2 separate regions of the Sus scrofa genome follow, and region 1 is linked to region 2. Evidence: chromatin contacts called from public promoter capture Hi-C data. All regions are on one chromosome and are shown on one strand. The core of a region is the stretch at or near the end of the contact, and the rest is flanking DNA. Distances in the headings are between cores, read along the strand shown. Region 1 overlaps SHROOM3 (protein Shroom3). Region 2 overlaps SCARB2 (scavenger receptor class B member 2).

Evidence for each region. Promoter capture Hi-C pulls out the DNA fragments that hold promoters and counts their contacts.
Region 1: a promoter capture Hi-C map of liver shows a contact between it and region 2, with 4 times the contacts expected there. The contact joins two enhancer-like sites. A contact is called at or near these places in 1 of 5 promoter capture datasets (liver), 19 of 47 Hi-C or Micro-C datasets (alveolar macrophages, brain, embryonic fibroblasts and 10 more) and 1 of 2 datasets of contacts at active chromatin or transcription factors (alveolar macrophages).

What each region holds. Positions count from the first base shown.
Region 1 is chr8:72,151,907-72,159,091 of Sscrofa11.1, reverse strand. All of the region lies in intron 2 of SHROOM3 (protein Shroom3), which reads right to left. Among named protein-coding and RNA genes, the nearest start is that of SHROOM3, 58 kb to the right of the region's middle. Within about 2 kb of position 5,446, at least 2 of the 83 cell types and tissues checked have an H3K27ac peak or open chromatin away from gene starts, as enhancers often do. A contact at or near this core is called in fetal liver and liver, where this site is marked.
Region 2 is chr8:71,867,171-71,874,941 of Sscrofa11.1, reverse strand. SCARB2 (scavenger receptor class B member 2) reads left to right here. Exons shown (of 12, transcript NM_001244155.1): 5 at 6,965-7,056. Among named protein-coding and RNA genes, the nearest start is that of NUP54, 38 kb to the right of the region's middle. Within about 2 kb of position 3,396, at least 8 of the 83 cell types and tissues checked have an H3K27ac peak or open chromatin away from gene starts, as enhancers often do. A contact at or near this core is called in fetal liver and liver, where this site is marked.

The sequences.
Region 1 (7,185 bases), core at 4,197-6,696, 280 kb before region 2:
CAGTTTCATGGGTTATAGTGAAGTCAACAAGAGTGTAATTTGTGTTTGCATAAAACCAGAACACAAAAGAAAAGATCCAGGCATTATGGAGCATTCCCATACCGAAAGGGCGAAGTTCAGTTTTTGTTAGTTACTCTCACTATTCAGCAAATACGCCTCTGGTAATATCCCAGGGCCAAATCTCTCTAATGTTCCCACTGCTTAAGGGAGATAAGGGAAAACCCAATTACTACTTGGTTAAACTAGATATATCTGATGATTAAGGAGGAGAAACCAAGATAATGTTAATTAAGATAATGTTGATGATTCAGGAGGAGAAATTAAGATAACGATGCAATTTCTGAACTCTGTGTTTGTACCCAAAGAAAGAAAACGTTCACCAGTCCTTCTTATATGCTGCCTAAAAGAGGAAGCCTCTATCTCTCCATCCATCTATCCTTCCACCCAACCAAACATCCATCCATTTCCACATCCATCTGCCAATCTATGCATATATATATATGTATATGTTTATATGTATGTATGTATCTATCTATCTTCCTTGACTTATCAACTTGAGCCTGAGTCTAGCTCAAAAAGACTGTAGGCAGACAGCTGGAAAACTACAAATAGGACAGTCACCCCTGTGTGAACTCCCTGGGAACTGAAAATACAAACTCTTAACCCACAAACATAAAACTAAAAACCTTCCCAAGGAAGCAGCCTATATCTGATCGTATAAAATCAGATTGTTCTGTCTCCTGACCCTGGAAAATACACATCTGCATGATCAGAGTCAAGAGAACAAACTGGAATTCATATAAGAGGAAAGGACTGAAGACTGCAAGTTACACCACTTTGTTCAAAGCCCCCCAGGGGTTCCCCATCTCCCTCAGAGGAAAAGCCAAAGTCCTTGCATTGGCCAAGGTCCCAGCGTGATCTGGCTGCTCACTGCTGTCCTCCCTGCTTGCTGTGCTCCACCACTCAGGGCCTCTTTCCTGATCTTCTCGCATGCCTGGCAGGTCCCACTGTAGGACCTTGAACACCCTCTGCCTTGAACACCCTTTCCTCAAACGAAACGCCCCCTGGTCCACTGCCTTATCTCCCTGTCTTTCTTTTTTTTTTTTTTTTTTGTCTTTTTGCCTTTTCTAGGGCCGCTCCCACGGCATATGGAGGTTCCTAGGCTAGGGGTCTAATTGGGGCTGTTGCCTCCAGCCTATGCCAGAGCCACAGCAACGCAGGATCCAAGCCACGGCTGTGACCTACACCACAGCTCACGGCAAAGCCGGATCATTAACCCACTGAGCAAGGGCAAGGATCGAACCCCCAACCTCATGGTTCCTAGTCGGATTCGTTAACCACTGCGCCATGACGGGAACTCCCTCCCTGTCTTTCTAATTAATTGGTTTTTCACTACGATCTTTGTTATGACTTTTTTCCTACTTACTTTGAAATACAAATCATTGTGAAAGCCACAATATAGAGGAATTACTTGTTACGTAGCAATAGGTTACTGAAACACAAAGGAAAACAGATTCTCTGCAAATGAGCTACTTGAAGAAGTTCCAGAAGTTTTAGTTAGCCAAGACATAGTGCTGGGGTGAATAGGAGTTAAAGCGTTTGGCTGATATGCTGTGGAATCAAAAATCATACAATATTAGAGTTCCTGTCATGGCAGAGCAGAAATGAATTCATCTAGGAACCATGAGGTTGCAGGTTCGATCCCTGGCCTCGCTCAATGGGTTAAGGATCCAGGGTTGCCATGAGCTGTGGTATAGTTTGCAAACGCGGCTTGGATCTGCGTGGCTGTGGCTGTGGCGTGGGCCAGAAGCTATAGCTCTGATTAGACCCCTAGCCTGGGAACCTCCATTTTTTGTGGCCCTCAAAAGACAAAAAGACAAAAAAAAATTTTTTTTTTAATCACAACATTGTTGAATGAGTGAAAAAGTACTTTGATCAGGTCAAGTTGAAATGACTTGTCCAAAATCACACAGTGAATAGGAACAAATCTAGGAATAGAACTGGAGCTTCCCTAACTCTCAGCTCATCATATACTTATTTATTCTACAAATATTTATCGAGCGCATTCTTTGTGTAAGGCACTATGCCAGGAGCTGGGGATGCAGTGATGGTCCTTGTCCTTAGAGAGGTTACATTCCATCAGGTGACACTGACCTTAGGCAATGACCTACTTGACTTTTTTGTTTGCTTAATTACAACTGTGATAAGAGTCACCAAGGGGAATAGGGCGCTTGGGTGGGGGAGGGTCTCTGAAATAGTCGGGAGAGAACAGCGACAGTTAAGCTGCAACCAAAGGACAAGTAAAAATGAACTGCAATGAAGGGAAGGGAAGATTTCAGGTAGAACTAAAGGCACCAACCCTTTCCACTACATCAACTGCTTGTCATATATCATGGTGTTCCTGACTCTAGAATCCCAGCAAGATTCTTGGGTCAGGAGTTCCCATCGTGGCGCAGTGGTTAACAAATCTGACTAGGAACCACGAGGTTGTGGGTTCGATCCCTGCCCTTGCTCAGTGGGTTAAGGATCCGGCTTTGCCATGAGCTGCGGTGTAGGTCGCAGACGTGGCTTGGATCCCGCATTGCTGTGGCTGTGGTGTAGGCCGGTGGCTACAGCTCTGATTAGACCCCTAGCCTGGGAACCTCCATGTGCCGTGGGAAGTGGCCCTAGAAAAGGCATAAAGACAAAAAAAAAAAAAAAGATTCCTCGGTCAGCAAGATAATCAGGAGATAAGACTAGCAAGTGGAAATACACAGAAAAGAAAGAGAGAGAGAAATGAGAAATCAGTAAGAGTAGAGTTTTCCTACTTGAGAGACATAACCGAAGGCCAACTGGTCCAAGAGGGTGTGGGACACCGTGACAATGGAAAGATGGGAACTATCGAAGCTGTTAACCCATGGTTTGGGTCAAAAACCACCAGGAAAAAGGGTCTCACTGGGAATTCCTGAAGCTCCAATAACTTGTCTGTGTCTAGTGCCTTCATTAGGGACGCGCCTACCTCTCTGGGGCTTGGGGCAGGTGATCATGGCAAGTTCATGTAAATTTCTGGGGCCACTACCACACCTCAGGGCCACAAGGTCCCTGAGGATGGCTCATCCAGCTCCCGGACCCTGCAGGGCTTTGCCCTCCTTACCCGGAAATGTCCCATCCGCTTAATTCTCAGACACCTGTGCCCTTAGCAGATCTAAACCTGTCATTAGGCAAAAGAGCTCTAAACTTAAATCTTTTGCATCCCAGACTCTGAACACATCCTCCAAGCCTCCTATTCTTGCCACATGTTCTCCGTTGTTGTGCTCATCACACAGTCTTCAGTCTTAATACCTTTGCTCCATTGACACCTCTATTGTCTCCCAAAGGAGTCATTCCTGCCTAGCTTCAAGTCCTCTCTCATCACGCTTGGTCTTTCTATGGGGTCCATTTGTCAGCACTGCAGCCGCGAGCCATCTGCTTCTGTTTGAGTATCCAGGCTGCTGGGTGCTGATGATAATGATACTGCCATGCAGATGATGCCCCAAAAGTATCATGGTCTCTCTTCTAAGCTGACAATCAACGCTGTCCCTATTCCCCACACGCGCCACACACTCGCCACATCAACGCTCACCAGCCAGCTTGTCTGCCCTTTCTCTCACGTCACTGAAAATATACACCTGCAATGTCAGAACCACATCAACTTCCTGCTCCTCTGCTGTCAGATGGGACTTCCTAGATGTAGAGCCAGAGACGGATTCACACGTAAAGTGATGTGCTGAGAAAACTATAAGGAAGTGAGGGAGGCAGGATGGCACAGAAGTCAGGATGTGGTTGCAGCTGAAGCCTGTTTTCAGGCTGATCCCCCGGGAACTCTGGAGCAGGAATAGCACAGAGCTGTCCACTTGGAGCCAAGGAGGTCAGAGTCTTGTCCTTTCTCATCAATCAGCCATTGGCTATAGGCTGTTCCTGGGGAAGCATACATAGCCCCTGGGCAAATTTTTTCTTTTCTTTTTTTTGCTTTTTAGGGCTGCACCCATGACATATGGAAGTTCCCAGGCTAGGGGTTGAATCCGAGCTGCAGCTGCTGGCCACAGCCACCACAGCCATGCCAGATCCAAGCCATGTTTGCAACCTAGGCCTCAGCGTGCAGCAACGCCAGATCCTTAACCCACTGAGCGAGGCCAGGGATGGAACCCACATACTCATGGATACTAGTTCGTAATCCACTTTGCCACAATAGGAACTCCAGGCCTGGGCCATTTCTGCTCCTTTCAGCAGAGGGCAGTCTATCCTGAGAGAGGGCAGCAGGGCAGCCTGACAGCCAGTGCTCCCAGACAGCCAGTGCTCCCAGTCCTGTCAAGGGGATCTGGGCACCGCACCACCAGCAGCTCCTGCGGTGCCCTAGCCCACAGGCTTCCTTACATCTATCATCTTCCTCTCCCTGAATTCCTCAGGGTCCCCACCCGCAGCACAGCCTAACCCAGTGTGAATTAGCCCCACAGCACTCAGGACCTTCTAGTGCCCCCATCAGCTTCCTTTGTTTGCTAAGCTCCCAGACAGCAGGGGCATTCGCTCTTCTCTGTTTCCCTGGTGCCTAGTACGCAGAAGAAAGCTGTCCTGAGCAAAGGCTTTGGCCTCCTTGGTGGTTCTAGTAGCAGGACCTTCAATTAGGCAGAAGCTGAAAGAGAAGAACCTTCCTCATCCTCTGGATCACCCTCAGATGGCACAGGTGACAAATTTAAGCAGCCCCTTCAGAAGTGGCCTTGACCCCTGACCTCCATTTACCAAATTCGGCATGTCGGGCACCAAAGCCTAAAACCCAAGGACCCCCTGAGAGCACCACACAGAGGGCACCCCAAAGAGTCCCTCCCACCACCATCCTCGCGGTAAATCACTGAAAAGCCAAGGTGTGTGCTCTGTGCTGGTATTCGGGGATGGGCACATCCCCTTAGCATCAGCCTCTCATCCCAGCCATTTCTTGTACCATGTGTGTAGCGGTAACTCAGCAGGTTCTCTTCCCTGTTAATTTATTTGCTGCTTTTAACATAAAGGGCCCTGAGATGCTGAGCATCTGGGAGAGGTGGCCTCCAGCTCAGCCATCCACTCACTTCATGGGGAAGCACGGTTACCGAACCCACATGTGTTAAGTGGTCTTGTTTGACCAGCAGGAACAAACGTGCAGTGTGCAATGTTGACTGTGCCTCTGCAGTGCCGCAGGCAGCTACCTACACATGGGATCACAACCCAAGAGCAAGCCTGTCCCTCTATCCTCTGTGGACTCATGCCTTTTGCTTCCTTAAAGACAGACGATTGGGCAAAGAGTGTACAGACATTTGAAGGATGAGTAGAAATAAAATCTGAAAAGGCTTGGAAATTTAGAAGAGAGTTTGAGAAATGTGGCAATCATTTCTCTATTGAGAAAGAGCTAGCCCACAGTGGTGGCAGGGAGGAATCAATCTGGAACACACACGCCAGCGGAAATCAATCTAAGAGGGAGGGGGTTGCTGAGCACAGGGAATGTGACAAATAAACCAAGTTCCACCCACTCAAATCAAAATTCAGAACAAGGACCAGAAAAGGGATGTCATAACACAGCCTATCGTGAAAAGTTAATATTTTCATTTTTGTGAAAACCAATTAAGGGTGAGAAAGGGAAAGGGGACTGAAAAAATGTTCAAGGGTTGGAGTCCCCACTGTGGCTCAGTGGAAATGAACCCAACTAGTACCCATGAGGATTCGAGGGATCCCAGATCCCTCATTTCTGTGGCTGTGGCTGTGGCCAGCAGCTACAGCTCCAATTCGACCCCAAGCCTGGGAATTTCCATATGCTGTAGGTGCGGCCACAGGTGGGCAAAAGACCTGAATAGACATTTCTCCAAAGAAGATATACAGATGGCCAACAAGCACATGAAAAAAAATGCTCAACATCACTGATTATTAGAGAAATGCAAATCAAAACAACCATGAGATACACCTCACACCAGTCAGAATGGCCATCATTCATAAGTCCACAAATAACAAATGCTGGAGGGGTTGTGGAGAAAAGGGAACCCTCCTGCACTGTTGATGGCAATGTAAATTGATACAACCACTACGAAAACAGTATGGAGGTACCTCAGAAAACTAAATATAGAACTGTCATATGACCCATCAATCCCACTCTTGGGCATATATGCGGACAAAACTTTCCTTGAAAAAGACACATGCACTCGCATGTTCATTGCAGCACTATTCACAATAGCCAAGACGTGGAAACAACCTAAATGTCAATTGACAGATGAATGGATTAGGAAGATGTGATATAAACACACAATGGAACACTACTCAGCCATAAAAAAGAACAAAATAATACCATTTGCAGCAACATGGATGGAATTAGAGACTCTCCTACTGTGTGAAGTCAGAAAAAGAAAGACAAATACCATATGATATCACTTATATCTGGAATCTAATATACAGCACAAATGAACCTTTCCACAGAAAAGAAACTCATGGACTTGGAGAATAGACTTGTGGTTGCCAAGGGGGAGGGGCAGGGAGTGGGATGGACTGGGAGTCCGGGGTTAATAGATGCAAACTCTTGCCTTTAGAATAGATAAGCAACGAGATCCTCTGTATAGCACTGAGAACCATATCTAAGTCACTTATGATGGAGCATGATGGAGGATAATGTGAGAAAAAGAATGTATATATGTATATGTGACTAGGTCACTTTGCTGTGCAGTAGAAAATTGACAGAACACTGTAAACAAACTACAATGGAAAAAATAAAAATCATTAAAAAGGGGAGGGAAGCCAAAGGGATCTAACTTATTTGCATCCTTAGTATTTTTTTTTTTTTTTTTTTTTAGGGTAACTGAGGAATCAGGAGAGAGAGGGCTCTCTGTCTCCCAATTCCTGACATATACCTCAGGCTTTTCACTCCCCTCACCTTTGGCTGAACCTACTCAGCCCTCTACAGGGACCACAGATCTATGAGACCTACAGAATCCTCCTGGAGTGCTGCCTTTATCCTCTCTTGAGTAATTTAGGCTGATGTCATTACATCAGTGACTTCCAGCAGAATTCACGTTGCCAGGTTTAGCAAATCCAAATATAAGACTACCAGTTAAATCTGAATTTCAAATAAGATCTTAGATATTTTTAGTATAAGTATATCCCTTATGATATTTGGGATATACTCATACTAAAAAAAAATTTTTTTTTTTGCTTCAC
Region 2 (7,771 bases), core at 2,147-4,646:
AAGTTGATCTGTTGATTTTTCTTTTCAGGGATTCTTTGTTCAGCCGAGGGGGAGGGCAGTCTGAGCCAGATGTTATCTTCACTTTGGCTTTCTCCCAGGAGGAGACCAAAATTGCTCAGAATTCTAGATGTCTTACAGAGCGCATGAAAAATAAGACGGTGCTTTTTAGTAGGGGCAAAAAACTTTTCCCACGATTTCAACATGCTGCCAGTGCTGACTCTGCATGAGTGTTGCTGTGAGAAATAGATAGAGGAGTTCCCGTCGTGGCGCAGTGGTTAACGAATCTGACTAGGAACCATGGGGTTGCGGGTTCGATCCCTGGCCTTGCTCAGTGGGTTAACGATCCGGCGTTGCCGTGAGCTGTGGTGTAGGTTGCAGACGCGGCTTGGATCCCATGTTGCTGTGGCTCTGGCATAGACTGGCAGCTACAGCTCCGATTAGACCCCTAGCCTGGGAAACTCCATATGCCGCGGGAGCGGCCCAAGAAATGGCAAAAAGACAAAAAGACAAAAAAAAAAAAAAAAAAAAGAAATAGAGTGGCTGTGCCGTGAATCAGCTGCCATCTTTCAAAGTATCATCAATTTCAGGGATCCATGCCAAGTCTTATTTTGATTACCTGGGAACTAAACCCATAAATCAGCCTAGAATGGATAAGCAACGAAGTCCTGCTGTGTAGCACAGAGAACTATTATCTAATCACTTGTATAGAACATGACAGAAGATAATATGAGAAAAAGAATGTATATCTATGTATAACTGGGTCATTTTGCTGTACAGCAGAAATTGACAGAATGTTACAAATCAACTATAATAAAAATTTTAAAAAAATAGATCAGCCTGGCAAAAGTAAACAAGGAACTAAATAGCGACGTGACAGTCCATTAGGGGTGGGAGCTATTTATTAGATTTTCAGACATCTTATTTATGAAAGAGGCTGGATAGTTTGAAACTCTGTGCGTCCTGGTCTATGATTTCTTCTGCCTATAAGTGGACTTTTGTATCATTCCTTGCAGATTCACTTTGGTTTGAAACCAAAAATATTGACATTCGAGTACTTATTCAAAGCATATTTTATTGCTGCCTGAGCTTCAAATGAATTAAAATTAAAAGTAATAAAGAATCGGAAGTTGTCTGATGGCCTAGTGAGTTAAGGCGCCCGGGTTTTCACCACTGTGGCTCTGATCGCTGCTGTGGGGCAGATTTGATCTCCGGCCTGGGAATTTCCGTACGCTGCAGGTGTGGCAAAACAAAAAACAAACAAAAACAAGACCAAGAGGGAAGCTGAAATAATCATTACAACTCTTATTTTTTAAAAAAGTAATAAAAACCCCTCCCCCTCGAAAATAAAACCCTTGCATAAAATGGATAGTTGGGAGATGAGTCAATGACAAACTTGGGAAGAACAGGTTATAGAGTAGAGGCAGGATACAGAATTGGGATAAATTTCCTCATCTTTAGATTTGTTGTTATTCTCTGGCTCTAACTACTCAAGAATCTCACCTTCATCATTCAGTCTCCTAGCATTTCACCTTCTCTTGTGAATGGTGCTCCTACTGCTCCTGTACTGTCAAGGGTATACAAAACTTAGAAACTGTTCAGAGTGGGAACTAACTTTTAAACATCTTTGCAAGATGAGTGTGTCCTGCGAGTAGGGTCCCACCAACCCTAAATCCTTCACTCTGGGTGAGCAGGCTGCCTGATGTTCCCTAAAGGTCCCATCTAATAGGGGTCCAGCTTCCACCAGAAGAAACATTGATGTCTTTTTTTTTTTTTTTTTTTGTCTTTTTGCCTTTTCTAGGGCCGCTTCCTGTGGCATATGGAGGTTCTCAGGCTAGGGGTCGAATCGGAGCTATAGCCGTCGTCTACACCAGAACCACAGCAACGTGGGATCCGAGCCGCATCCACAGCCTGCACCACAGCTCATGGCAACACTGGATCCTCAACCCACTGAGCAAGACCATGGATCAAACCCACAACCTCATGGTTCCTAGTCGGATTCGTTAACCACTGCACCACGACAGGAACTCCAAGCACTGATGTCTTATTAAGCTGTGACTAGACTCTCTTCTAGAAATCATTTCAGAGGAGCTTCCTGTAGAGGATACAAAGGTTTCCTTAAGCTCCCTTTGGTCCCAGCGGCTAAGATCCATCTGCTAAGTAGATCCTGTTTCTAATACCTCAGCATTTCTCAGAAAATTTTTGTCATTGAGCCTGCTTTGTCTTTACGTTGACCTCATCGGGCTTATAATATGTATCTTTAGATAGATGTTTAACATGTAACTCATCCATATGGACCTATTGGAGAAATTGGCATTTTGCTTTTCTGTGGCAGGGGTGTATTTTATTTTTTTTCTTTCTCTGCCCCTGGCCATTGCCTCTCCTTGCAAGCACACTGCAGCTCTCTGAGCCCCCGTTAGTGAAAAGCCCTACCAGGGCTCAGTTAGATTCGGACCTGGAGTGGATTTCCCACCCCTGGGAAACAGAGCATGAGACTTAGACCCAGGGGGCTGCATGTGTGTCCTGACTTTTTCATTTAATAACTATAAGACTTCTCTGAACCTCACTTTCATCACTGGTAACTTAAGATTAAAGGTATCCAGAGTTCCCATCGTGGCGCAGTGGTTAACAAATCTGACTAGGAACCATGAGGTTGCGGGTTCGATCCCTGGCCTTGCTCAGTGGGTTAAGGATCCAGCGTTGCGGTGAGCTGTGGTGTAGGTCGTAGACGAGGCTCGGATCTGGCATTGCTGTGGCTCTGGCGTTGCTGCGGCTCTGGCGTAGGCTGGTGGCTACAGTTCTGATTCGACCCCTAGCCCGGGAACCTCCATATGCCGAGGGAGGTGGCCCTAGAAAAGACAAAAAGACAAAAAAAAAAAAAACAAAAAAAAAGGTTAAAGGTATCCACACTCCAAAGGTTGCTTTGAATGGCCCAATGAGAGTCCGCAAAAGTGCTCTGCAAACTGTAAATTGCAACACACATTTCAGGAACACTGGTTCTTTTTCCCTTCCATGACTGGCTCAAAAAAAAAAAAAAATTAATATGAATGGCTGGGGTATGTTTTCATTTTGAAGCTAAATAAACTCTCTATAGTGTTGTTGGAAAAAGAGGCAAAGGTGTCTCCTCTTTGGTTTTTTCACCTGCTCTGGCCAAAAACTAATTCTATAGGCAGCAGCACGGAAGTCCACACTTGAGCCATCATTCATTCAAGACCGGGCCAGGCTGTGGGGTTGTCTCCTTCCCTGACACGGCCTTGTCTGCACCTGCCCCACCCGGCCTCAGACCCTTCCTTAATCTTAGTGGCATTCGGCCACATTCCCCTGTGATCCCCTGGACCTGTGTGCCCGGTCCACCTGTTCCATCACATGCTGTGTTGCAAACAGAAAGCCTTAAAGCACTTGAACACTTTTCCTTCAAAGACTTTAATGATGAAATAGCCAAACAGCAAATGGGGTGGGACAGGGTGTGAGAGTGACTGGGGGAAGGTAATACAGACAGAGTATTGGCACTGGGCTCCCGAGAAAAGGTGACCTGGCTGAATGTCAGGTGCTCTTATTTGCCTTTGGAAAGCCAGTCCGCTCATCTGTACCCGTTGATTTCAGAGCACCTCTGTTTTCCTTGGCATAAGAGAGTTCAAGCATCTCCCAGTGAGTGTGGATTCCTGGAAGGATAAAATGAGAGTGGCTGGGGAGTATCTTTGAGGGTCAGCCGGTCCAGCCAATCCTCCTGGATGGATTAGGCTTGTATCAGGCTAGTGGTGTGGATGCTGTCAGCCTGTTCTCAGAACATCTCTCCACCTCCTGCAGTAATAGTTCCTTGTGTTAACCCAAATCCCTACCGTCATGCCACAAAACCCATCATTCCTGCTTGTCCTCACATAACAAAGGTTCTAGAGAGTGACAGGGAAGCATTCACATCCAGTGTCTGACTCTTGGGCTGAAAGCAGCTGGGAAGAACTCTTTGAGTTGCTCTGAAATATTTAAATGCTGAACCAGTTCGCTTAACCCACATGTGGGTTAAGCATAGGTCTTCAGAAAGGCACAGACATGCATTTTTAAAACTGATGGTTCAGCTTTTTTTTTTTTTTTTAATGTGAGGTATTTGAATTTGCTTCTAAATTGTTGTGTTTGTTCACATTGTTGCCCTTAAAAAAGTCCTTTCTTGTATCTTAAAGTCACATAAAATTTCCTGTGTGGACACAACGTGACTATTATGTATGTGGACCGTGTTGGTATGTTGACATAGTTGGTGAGATGAAGTTAAGTGATAAAAGAACCCAAGTAGGCAAAAAAAATTGAAAAGAGAATTCAGAGAGCCTGAATGCCTTTTAAGGCAAATGATTGAAAAAAAGAGTTCAACCTCAGTAAATACAGAAATGCAAAAAGAGATAAGAAACCCTTTTTTTGTTGACCCAATAAGCCAAATCTAGCGAAAGGCATTTGGGAAATGTAAACTGATTTATCTTGCTGTTTCCACTGGGTGGCCTTGAGCAACTTGATACCATGAATCAAAAGCTTTAAAAATGTTCATGTTCTTTTGTCTGGTAATTTCACTTTTAGTGATCCTTTTAGAAAATGAAATACAGAAAAGATTTTGAATCATGAAGATATTCATACATCATTGTTAGTGGCAAAAAATTCAAAACTAGATATTCAGTAATAGGAAAATGGTTAGGTTATAATATTACCACATAATATTATAGAGTCAGTAAATTTTACCTATGAAGAACTTCTGATAACACAGGAAATATACATATCAGTAAAGAAATTGTGTATTTGTATATATGTACAAAAATTGTGTATATTATATAGTATGTATGTATATATTATATATATCTTAGTTCTATAGACAAATTTTGTGTAGAAAACAGACCAAAATACTTCTAAAAATATACATATATATTTCTTGAAGTCCTCCACTTAACTTGGATGTGGCCTAAGCTAAATGGTTAAGCATTTAAATACTTCCAAGAAACCTTTTCGTTCTGCCAGAAGTCAAAGCCCATCCCCAGATGAAGAACTTTTGAGAACGTATAGAGTGTCTGCTCCTAAGAAGTGTCACTTGTGGAGTTCCCGTCGTGGCGCAGTGGTTAACGAATCCGACTAGGAACCATGAGGTTGCGGGTTCGGTCCCTGCCCTTGCTCAGTGGGTTAACGATCCGGCGTTGCCATGAGCTGTGATGTAGGTTGCAGACGCGGCTCGGATCCCGCGTTGCTGTGGCTCTGGCGTAGGCCGGTGGCTACAGCTCCGATTAGACCCCTAGCCTGGGAATCTCCATATGCCGCGGAAGCGGCCCAAGAAATAGCAAAAAGACAAAAAAAAAAAAAAAAAAAAAAAAGAAGTGTCACTTGTAAAGAATATATACCTGAAGAAACCTTTCATTGCAAGTGTGATTGTATCAATGCCACTTTCTTCTAGCGCAGCTCTTGATATGTAATTGGGTCCTGGCCCTGGAGTTATGCTTTTTTTAATTGAGATATAATTCAGTTAAAATAAACATAAAATTATGTTGAATGTAAAGCTCACTATTTAAAAGCGTACATTTCAGTGGTTTTTTTAGTATCTTTACAAGGCTGTGCAACCACCACCACTGTCTAATTCCAGAACATTTTCTTCCCCCAAACCACAACCCGTTAGCAGATACGTCCATTCGCCTCTCCTACCAGCTTCTGGTAACCACAAATCTATTTTCTGTCTCTATGGACTGGCCCATTCTGGACAGCTGTATAATGGAATGGAATTTATATGAATTCATACACTATATGATCTTTCATGTCTAGTTTCTTTTATGTAGTATTTTTAGAAGGTTTATCCATGCGTGACATGTATCAGCATTTCCTTCCTTTTTATGGCTGTGTAATAATATTCACTGAATGGATATACCACACAATTCTCTATCCATTCTTCAGCTGATGAATACTTGGATTATTTCTACTTTTTGGCTATTATGAATGATGCTGCTATGAACATTTATATAGGAGTTTTTGTATGAACATTAGATCTGTACCTTGGAGTGGAATTCTCTTGGGTAGATACATGGGAGTGGCAGGTTGGAGTCATATGGCAACATTAGGTTTAACTTTTTGACAAACCAGCCAAACTCTTTCCCACAGCAGTTGCAACATCTCACTTCCCACCAGCGATATGGGAAGGCTCTAGTTTCTCCACATCTTCACCAACATCTGTTTTTTTCCTTTTCTTTTAATTGCTATCCTCATGGTTGGAAAGTTGTATCTCATTGTGATTTTGATTTGCATTTTCCTAATGACTAATAAGGCTGAGCATCTTTTCACGTACTTATTGCTTATTGGCTATTTGGATATTTTCTTTGGGGAAAGAAAGGATTTCTTTAAATCCTTTGTGTGTTATTTAATTGGGCTCATACTTTTTAAAACCATAAAGTAATAATGTGGTTAGTATGGGATTTAGCAAAATAGTCACTCTATTCCCTAGTTCTGGTTCAGTCTCATGTAGCAATTAGGGCCCAACTAGGACAGTTTCATAAAGATTAAATGTGCTGCTTCCTGTATCAGTTAGGGTTCTCTAGGAAAACGGAGTTGATGGAGATCTGTGTATCTGTATCTACTGAGAGATTTATATTAAGGAATTGGCCTATGCTTTTGTGGGGGCTGGCAATAACTGAAATCCAGAATTTCAGTGGCCGGTCTGAAATCCATAGGACAGATGATCTGGCAGGCTGGAAACTCAAGTAGGATTTCTACATTGCTGTCTTAAAGAGAATCCCTTTTTCTCTAGGAAACCTGTTTGCTTTTAAAGCCTTCAGCTGGTTGGACGAGCCCACCCATATTTTCAACAGTGATCTCATTTACTTAAGGGAACTCTAGAAAATATAGCAGCCTCTAGAGTATTGTTTGACAAAAGGACTGGGTACCATAGCCTAGCCAAGCTGACACATAAAATGAACCATCACAGTTACTTTAGTTGACCATATTCACTCATTTTCAGAAAAATGGCACTAACGATGGAGACTACGTCTTTCTAACTGGAGAAGACAATTACCTTAACTTTTCCAAAATTGTGGAATGGAATGGAAAAACGTAAGTGTAATGATTTATTGGTGTAATTAATTTTTTTCAATTTTCATTTAAACCGAATGTCCACTTCTGCTTTATTTTAAAAAAAATTTAGCAGTATCATTTTTTGGATGAAAAAATACCTATCTATACATTTTAAAATCTATAATTATGTAAAATAGCCTACAATATAAATAATATAGTATGACTGTGTACAATTATTATTTTCTAATTCAAAATTGGGGGTAGGGTACTTCACAAATTAAATATTCATCATTTGTAAGTGTCTTGTGACAAGGCAAGAATCACAAAGCCAGGGAAGTTTTCACTCTCGGTCTTAGTCTCTGAATGATGCATAGCTGCAGCACAGATACATTTCAAATCACTGCTTTTTTTTTTTTTTTTTTAGGGCCACACCCACTGCATATGGAGGTTCCCAGGCCAGGAGTTGAATCGGAGCTGTAGCTGCTGGTCTGTGCCACAGCCACAGCAACGCAAGTTCCAAGCCGCATCTGTGACCTACACCACAGTTCATGGCAACACCGGATCCTTAACCCACTGATCAAGGCCAGGGATTGAACCTGCATCCTCATGGATGCTAGTCCGTTTCATTAACCGCTGAACCACAATGGGAACTCCTGCTTGTTTTGAGGGAAGGAAAGAAGCTCTCTTAATTTAATTTAGTGATTGTGCTTTGTGCGTTTTTCTTTTAAATTGAAAAACCTTTCAGTTCGTATGA